Regions from separate parts of the Zea mays genome. Here region 1 is linked to region 2. Evidence: chromatin contacts called from public Hi-C data. All regions are on one chromosome and are shown on one strand. Each heading gives the region's core, a stretch centred on a gene start, on an enhancer-like site or on the middle of the called end of the contact. The rest is flanking DNA. Distances are from core to core; before and after follow the strand shown.

Region 1 (4,719 bases), core at 112-2,611, 200 kb before region 2:
TTTGAATCATGAGACATTGGAATAAGTTGGTTCACCATCCTTCAATTTCATCATGTCACTTGTGTTGGGCAAGAAAGAATATTTTAAAGTGGACAGCTAGGGCCACATCATAAGTTGACAGCTCATTCATGCGTGACCTAGTTGGATTGGGAGCTTTGTTGCTTGGTGATCTTATGAGTGTGTAAAACGTCAACAAGAGAGCAAATTTGGTGGAGGACAGTGTAAAAGTTGTTGCCTTGAAAGGCAAGTGTGGCTGTGTGGGAGGAAAAAAGGAAGATAAAGACGAATGGTAATTAGAAGAAGAAAAAGAAAAGGTGAGAGAGCACAAAAGGAACCGGTGAGACAAAAGAAGAGGACAGTCGGTGCGTGAGCATATTCTTTGGGTGCTGTCATTTGCCACGGGACAAACATGTACGAACAACACGGGAAAAAGAATGTCCAAGATCCATGGGTGGTTTAACAATACTCTCTTCATGTTGAAGAGCTAGATTAAGGAGATATATATTAAATAGCACATACAGGCTTAACAGACACTGCAAAGTGGAGATATTTTTATGTTTCGGATAACAAAAATGAGTAAAATTACATCCTGGTGGCATACAATTCCCAAAATCAAGCCATAAGCAAGATTCGGAAGCAGGGTGTTAGATTCAAGCCCTAGAAAGTTACGAGGAGAATAATAACGACGTGAATTGGTAATGGCAGATGTGTGTTCGGGACCTAGACAGGAAATGCAAGAATACAGTATAGTAAAAGAGAGTGGCCGAGAGGGCGTACCGCCGATGGCGACGTAGGGCAGGCGGCGATGGCCGCGTATGGGGACGGCATCCGAGAGGAGGCCAATGAGCGGCTTGGCGACCATGGGCAGGTTGGCGGAGGCCTGGAGGATCTGCAGCGAGGAGGCAGCAACGCCCATGCCGTCCTTGAGGAAGAAATTGACGCCCAGCCACGGGAAGAGCCGGAAGCCCTGCACCCAGAACCCCACCCCGATCACCAGCCGCCGCCTCGCCGCCGTAGCGGCACCCTCCATCACTTGCTTCTCCTCCTCCATGACTGGGCCTCGTACTCCTCCCGTCGTCCGGGTTCAAATACAAATCTTGATCCCGTCGCGTCGGCTCTGCTCCTCCCGATCCAACAGGAGAACAGACTGTGAGGTGGCTGTGGCTCCTAGTGGGTTCTCTCACCCACGCGTAAGAGGACACCTACTCACCTAGAAAGGACTCTCTTCTAGATGGCTATATGTAATTTATTTCACTCGGAATTGATTATTCGTGCAGCGCAGCAGCGGATCCACGATCCGAAGAGGAGGTGAGCACGCGTCGGGAGGTCGAAGAAGGGGAAGGCGGAGCGCGCCGCCTAACCGACACCACGCGTGGGCTTGATATGAGCAGTGAGCTGAATGTATGGGCGAGCATGTGGGTACCGGCCCGCTTACCACAACTTCTGTGAAGACAAATTCGTAGATTATAAAAACGTGATAGTTCGAGTAAAATCAAGCTAGTCAGTGCCGAAGTTCATTCAACACAAACATGATCATATTTTTCAAAGAGATTATAGTTTTTTACTTTACTACTTTAGCACAACAATATACTAGTGGGATTGTGGGAATACATACGGAACAATATCAAAGTCTTATTCGGTTGCGTTTAGATCGAACGGGAACAAACCTTGAGGGCTAGTTTAGAAACTTAAATCCCCTTGGGGATTTAAGGGGATTGGAGAGAAAATTAATTTATTTCCACCTCAACCCCCTCCAATCCCGAAGGGGATATGAGATTCCCAAAGTAGCTCTAAGAGGGTGTTTGCTTCCCCCGAGTAAAGTTTAGTTCGGATATATCAAATATTTAAATATCAATTAGGAGTATTAAATATAGGTTTAATAAATTTATTTTGTCTTTTTAGTCTTAGTCTGTGTAATTAGTTTATAAGTATACTATATTTAATAACTATAGTTATCATTTAAATATTTAATGTGACTAAACTTTAGTTGATAGAATCAAACACCCTCTAAAATAGAGCATAGCATGACTGCGGATCCAAAAGTCCACAATTCTTTTATAGCTTAAGAGCATCTCCAAGAGAGGCTCTAAACATGGTCCTATTTTAAATATAGGGCTCAAAACCATAAAACATTCTTCCAACAGCGGCCCTATTTTATAAAATTTCATCAAATGGTTATAGGGCTCGGTCTCTCGGGTCCTAAATATAGTACCTATATACTGGAGCCCTATCCTCGTTTCCACTTAATCTCCAACCATTTATTTCCTAATATTATGATTTATTTCTTAAATAGCATTATTTAAGGCCTGACTATTGGAGTAAACATTTCTTTTGAGACCCTAAACATTCTAAATATAGTCCTATTTCAAATTTTAGGACTCTATTTTAGGGTTTGTTGTTGGAGATGCTCTAAGCGCAGAGGAAAACTAGAAAGGCTATATTACCGTCGACTAGTTAGTTGCACGTGTACTGATACAATTTCTATATATTTTCTACATATCATATTGCTTAAATAAGATATTTATTTAAATATAATTGTACTTTTTTATTTTCAAAATGTTAAAATATATATCCTTCGTAGAACAAACATAGATATATAGATGCGTTGCACCGGTAAAAACCGTTTGTTTACGACATGGGTTTGAATCCCATGCTGTCCATTTTTTGGAGTTGTGCTTCTCACAGATGACTCCGTCCGAGGGAGGACGTGTGGGATGTGAGACATGCGAAGAAACTCCTGCATTAAAGGTATAGTGAGTTAGACATGCGAAAAAATTCTTGCATTAAAGGTGTAGTGATGTTATCGGTATAAGGCCCTGTTTAGGTCTAAAACTAATTTTTAATTTCTAGTCTCTACGTTGTCAAACACATGAACTAGAAAAAAGTAAACCATTTTAGTCTAGTCGTTTATGTATTGTTCGGTTGCATAGAGATCGAAAGGTACTGAGGGATGATTAAATCCCCTTCTATTTAATTTTGACTAGCAAGAAATTTGATCCCTTACAATTTCTTTCAATCCACCTATAACCAAAAAAACCTACATAAGAATCATAAGGAATTGGAGAATTAAATTTCTTTTTATTCAATTTTAACTAGCAATGGATTTAATCTCCTTTAATCTATTTCTTACCGAACAAGTTGAACCGAACAAGGGTGGCAAAAAAGGATCAAACAAGTTCTTTTACTGTCTCTATTGCACTATCTAGGAGAAGGATGGTTGCCTGGTTGGTTTGAAAGATAACTAGAACATGAAGCACCCCTTCGGGCGCACTACAATAGCTGAACGTAGAAGCTAATGTCTAGTAAATTAGACAATTTATATAATAAACAAAAACATCATCAAAGTAGAGAATAGTATGATTTTAGATTAACGAGACGGCCCAATGCATACGTCATGACTCATAAGTGTTTGTCAACTTGTACTATAAAGCTCGATATAATGTTTGGGAGAGGCAACCATTCCTTGACAAAGTAAGCAAATGTTAGAGAATACATGAAATTTATGTATTGGTTTTTGAACTGACCAGGCTAACAGTACCAAAAAGATTGATGAGCACAATCCATTTCTTAGCAACAGCTAAAATATTCTAACAAGTTTATGGTAGCATTCCAATATATCGACCAAAAGCCGGATTAATAAGGAAAACTTTGTTTCACCAAAATTGACAGCTGTCACAGCACAAAATAGAGGACGAGGCTTCACTGCACTCAAACATTTCTGATTCTTAGCATAAGTTCAGACAGCCATCTCCAGTATTCTGCGTTATGGCGGTACAATGGCTATGAGTTATGAATACCTTTGAACTGAACCATCTGTTCCAAGTTATAGGTCATTTAATCTTGGTTCTAAGTAAGACTTCTATATTTCTAACCAGGTTTTTAGAAAAAAAAATTATAACATGTAAAACTCCATAAAATGCATTGGTATTTGAAACCTACAATTTTTAGAACGAATTGGTGGTCAAAACAGCACGCACCAAAGTTTGCTTCACCTATTTCAGAGACTACATGTAAGACATCCATCATCTCCCAGAAAAAAAACATGGAGGAATAAACTTGTCAATCAGTTGTAATCCAAAAGACAGAGGCTAACTATAGCTTTGCCTAAAAAAGGGCAATGCAATAGAACATTGCAGTATTGTATCTAAAATAAATGCCTACTGAATAAAGGGAAATGCAAAAGATATTCGATCAAGTTATTGACTTACATATGCAAAAATATATGACACTGGTAAAGAGCACATTGCATATGAGAAATCATAGATGCAGGAGATAACACCATCATCCCGCATATTTTAATCTCATTTTCACACGAATTTCCTAACTTCGAGGTAACTGAAATCATTGCCATAACACCGTGTGGTGTATGTGTATGTGACAAAAATAAAATATTTGTATTTAGGCAGAAGAAAGAATAATAGTATGAAGGTACAAATGTGGCAGCTTGAGTCTATTGAGTTAACAACATCTGACATGCATCAGTTTATAGTGCCAAAAACAAAAGAATGAATTTAATATATTGGATAACACTTTCAAGACATATACTGAGCATTGCTTCATTAAAGATTTTTCAATATTGTTGATGTGAGCTGGAACTTATCAACACTCTGAATCAAAACAATGAGATCTTGGGAGAGAATGGACTCATGGTGAGGTCAGTTTTACAGATATATGTTTCACCCTGAGATCTAATCCTATGTTTGGTATAGTTGTTTGAAC
Region 2 (4,556 bases), core at 213-2,712:
AACAGTTGATAAATGTTCTTCAACCATGCATGTACCATAAATTTGTGTGCCTCAGGGTTTCCAGTAGCAACAGGTTTGTATTTGATAGGACAACCACATATAAAGCCAACAGTGGTCCACTACTGCATATTGGCAATGGCTAGTGGTACACATAAAACGAAAGTGAGGGAACAATACTATACACTTGTCATTCACAGAATCACTTATATTTTGGAGCAATATTATACTTTAGGGAATAGAAAGGCTACTTTATTCCTATTCGTCTACTGAATCGGCATTTGCTTTTGCATTTATAGCAAAAGTATCAAGATTCCAAGTAGGATGTTCTTTTTTCGAATAGGTTGCTGTTGCTCCGGATTAATTGTAAGACCATAAGGCATTGGGCTATGCGTAAACTGCAAAACAAACGTAATTACGCCCAAGCAAGCATCATTTTGACTGAGTCGGAGCAGTGCAAGAATCGGGACAGCACGCACCTACTGATCTACAATCACATCCCAGCCCCGACTCCAAAAATAAATCTGAGCCATGAAATCGGCCTGGCATCTGAGCCCGGACTACAACATGCTAGACACCACAATCGGTCAAACCCATCGAACCAGACCACATCTGATGATCTGGATCACAAACCACAGAAAATAAAATAGGAACAATTGGATATATACCATTAAAAGATCCAAACTTTAGATATATACCATGGACCCCACATGTCATTGACTCATGTGGACCCACATGTAAGTGAGATAGTAATGGTATGGATCCAAAGTGGTGATCTTTTAATGGTATGGATCCAAATTTCCCAATAAAATAATAGCCGGAAAAAAGAATTATGAAATCCCCACGTACCTTAGTGAAGATGCCAACGCCGCACTCTATGGCGACCTTGGTGAGGAAGAGGTCGTCGGCGAGGAGGCGCTCCTTGAAGCCACCGAACTGCAGAAGCCACCTGAACACCGGCGAGGCCTCGAGGTCCACGAACCGCCGCACGATCTCGCCCGGGATGCGGCCGCCCTCCACGGCCGCGGCGAGGTCGGCCGGCAGGCTCTCGAGCTTCCGTCCGAGTTGCGCCAGAACAAACAGGGCCTCCCTCCTGTTGACCGAGTCGCCCTCGCTGCCGTCGCCCTCGCCCTCACCATCGCCCTCGCCTCCTCCCCCTCCGCCGCCCCCGCCCGAGGGAGGAAGGTCGTCCTCGCCGCCGCTTCCGGTGATGTCGCTTCCGCTGCCGGAAGAGGCGAGCGGTAGGGGAGGGAGGTGGGGTCGGTTGAGGCGGAGCGAGTGGAGGTGGAGCGGGAGGGAGCGCAGGAAGGGGAGGGTAGTGAGGTGGAGCGGCGGGACGCTGGGTAGGGGTTGGAGGCGGAGATGGATGAGGTGGGGGGAGGAGAGGGAGGTCGGGGGAGGAGAGGCCATGGCGCGGGGGTGTGGGTGTGTGGTGGAGTGAAAGTGGCAGGTGGTAGGTTTTTGTGAGGGAGCGCCGGAGCGGGCTGTGGGTTTTGGGAGGGAGCGTCGGAGCGGGCTGTGGGTTTTTGGGAGGGAGCGGACCGTCGAGGCGTCGACCGGGAGGGGAGGTCCGGAGGTGTTGTGTGATGCCCCCGGTGAGAAGGGACCGAGGGAGAAGAGGAATAGCACGGTCCGGTGCCCTGGAGCAGGAGTACTGCAGGGGCGAGCCAGCCAACGACCCACTGGCCACCGCTGGCCACCAGCCCACCTACCTCTTCCCGTACCGCAAGTCCACTGGGAGAATCGGAGTCAGAGCATATAGAGCGTTTTCATCCAATCTAGTAGATACTTTAGCAACATTAAGAAAAATATCTCTAGGATAAAATAACTTGGTCTAAAAGTAGCATACCACAAAACCCATCTTAATGTGGTGGACATTATAGAAATATATATTTAAACATAACACGTCATATTAATTAAAAAAAATCTTTTTCTCGTAGAGAAGAGATCATGTTAAAAGGACTAAAATGTTCTTAGGGCCAGTTTAGTAACAAAGTTTATTTACAATTTCAATACAATACTATGGTATTTAATAATACTATAATATTCTCGCATACTGTGATTAGATATCCATATAGCTATTATGAAAATTTGAGGGATACAGATTATTTAGCATGTACTGTTGTATATGATTCACGGAAGCATAATTTGGATATCTAGAACAACAACCTAAAAATAATCTCTAGTTGATGCATTTTTTTTCTCACGAGGTATGAATTCATTGCAATCACAGTATTAGATTAGAGTGTTGTTTGGTTCACATATTTGTAATATAATGTGTAACTGATAACATTAAATTATGTTTGTTTAAAACAACCGTAATCAGATACCACACTAGAAACTAATAATGACATATTCAAAATTGTTATCACTGGTATTCGTGAACCAAACATCCTCTAGTAGTTTATACGTCACTTATAGATTGTGACTTGTGAGTCCGTAACGCTGAACTCTTTGCAACAACAACGACTGAATGGACCACCGAGTCGTCTCAAACAGTTGGCAAAAGGAGTGCTGATAGTAAAACGCACCATCACAATTCACACACCGTCGTCACGAGATGCATCTTGCAGTTGCAGCTATACATGTCCAAACGGGCCGGCCCGGTAGTAGGCCCGTGACCCGGCACGGTCGTGGCCCAGCACGAGCACGGCCCGGCACGACTAGTGGCGTGCCCGGGCCGGCCCGGTCCAATAGCCGTGCCGGGCTTGGGCTGGCCGTCGGGCCCGCGGTGCAGGCACGGGCCCGGCACGGTTAATTGGTAGGCACGGTAACGGCCCGTTTGAGGGACTAATTTTGTAACGGCCAATCTATTTTTAGCTATAATACTTATGATATGATATTATATGAGAGTATTCTGACTTGTGATTTGTGTTTATATGTGTATCTGAAATTCTTAGTCTAAATATGTATCTAAAATTATAAATATAATTAATTACATCTAAAATAAATTTAAATATTACCTTTAAATTCTGAATTTTGGAGTGTTTATTTTTGTTTATAGGACCGGGCCCGACCCGGCACGACAGGCCCGCCGTGCCTCCGGCCCGGCACGGCCCGTGTAAGAATAACCGTGCCGGGCCTGGGCCGCGTTAGCCAGCCCGCGGGCCGGCCCGGCCCGGCACGATACCAATCCGTGCCGGGCTTGGACTGGTGCCCCTCGTGCCGGGCCAAGCCGTGCCCGGGCCGGGCCGGCCCGGCACGGCCCGTTGGACATGTATAGTTGCAGCTATGTGAACTGGACCACTTGGTTTCAGAAAATCGGATGACCCGGTCTCGTTGGGATAAATCAATGAACACTTGCCTGGTGGGGCCCATCGAGGCAAACAGACGTTGCCACGTTGGGTTACACTTGCATTCGTATGGCCACGGACAGGAGCGAAGAACAACATGTAGGAGTTGGAACATGTAAGAAAATATGGCAAAGAGGGAAGAGTAAACCGCATAGAAAGTAAAATGCAGGGTCGTTCCTGACTTTTCAGTGGCCTATTACGAAATCAGATATAGAAGCATCATCCACACATAAACATATATAATTATACATATGTTTACATATGTTATCGAATATTTGACGTATAAAAATTATTATGCAATGTTTTAAAGTTTATAAGATAACAAATGTAAAATATAGTAAAAAAACACTTACATGTTATCTGATATCATTAAATATATTTTCTAACATTTGTGATAAAAAGTCATCGCTTATATTATTGAGATCAATCCTATCCAACAACTTTTTTCGATATATAGAATCGTCAAGCCATTTAACCTCTCTTGAGTTATTGTTGACCATAAATAGTTGACAAAAATATTTCAATTTAAAAAAGCTTCTCTCTGCCAATGCAACCATCATATATATAGTAAATAGTACTCTATATATATCAAATAGAATTTATTTGCTTCTTTAGTGGATTCATCATCATCTAGTTGAATATAAACATAAAAATCAAGAGCTAAAACAAATAATATTTTGAAACGGGTGGAGTATTCGATAAGTAATTGAGACATTAGTTTAATAATCTAAACGAGACTGGTCGATAACGCGTCGCACTTTGCGTATTTGTGTATAGAATAGATAAGTTTAACAGGAAAAAGTGATAACGACCCGTGGCTAGGGGGGCCGGTGCGGCCACACTCTCTGCACCCCCTCGGGTAGGTAAAATAATAAAAGATAAATATGTATGATCGATTGGTTGATATTCACAATGAGTGGGCCATTATGTTGATAAGACGTAGGTACCCAAATACATGGAGATTTATAATTTAAACTGACCCAAACTTGATGTAAACTGTCAAAACCAAGTCGCCTAGTTGCATAAATCAAATTACTCTATTTTTTTAGATAGGTTCTTCCAAGCCATTGTTCTTAGGATATATTCTTCCAAAAGTCCGTCATTCTTTCATCTATAATTGGAGGATATGCACAATCGAGAAGTCCATTCTATAATTGGAGGTCATATTCAATACCAGATTACTCTTTTTTTCCCCTCAGATTGCCTGGTACTGCCAATTTTGGTCGCAAACAATTTGTTTTTGATCTTTTGGAGAGATTGAACCAA

What was found. Hi-C and Micro-C count contacts between places; a contact is called where the count stands out from the background.
Region 1: a contact with region 2 is called in a Hi-C map of tassel, with 3 times the contacts expected there. The contact joins the promoter of LOC100194280 here to the promoter of LOC100276525 in region 2. A contact is called at or near these places in 4 of 25 Hi-C or Micro-C datasets (bundle sheath, ear, leaf and 1 more).

The regions. Positions count from the first base shown.
Region 1 is chr6:154,474,246-154,478,964 of Zm-B73-REFERENCE-NAM-5.0, reverse strand. LOC100194280 (transporter, folate-biopterin transporter) reads right to left here and starts at 1,361. Exons shown (of 3, transcript NM_001139319.1): 1 at 1,211-1,361; 2 at 778-1,117. The coding sequence starts at 1,051.
Region 2 is chr6:154,272,519-154,277,074 of Zm-B73-REFERENCE-NAM-5.0, reverse strand. It overlaps LOC100276525, which reads right to left and starts at 1,462. Exons shown (of 8, transcript NM_001150291.1): 1 at 847-1,462. The coding sequence starts at 1,407.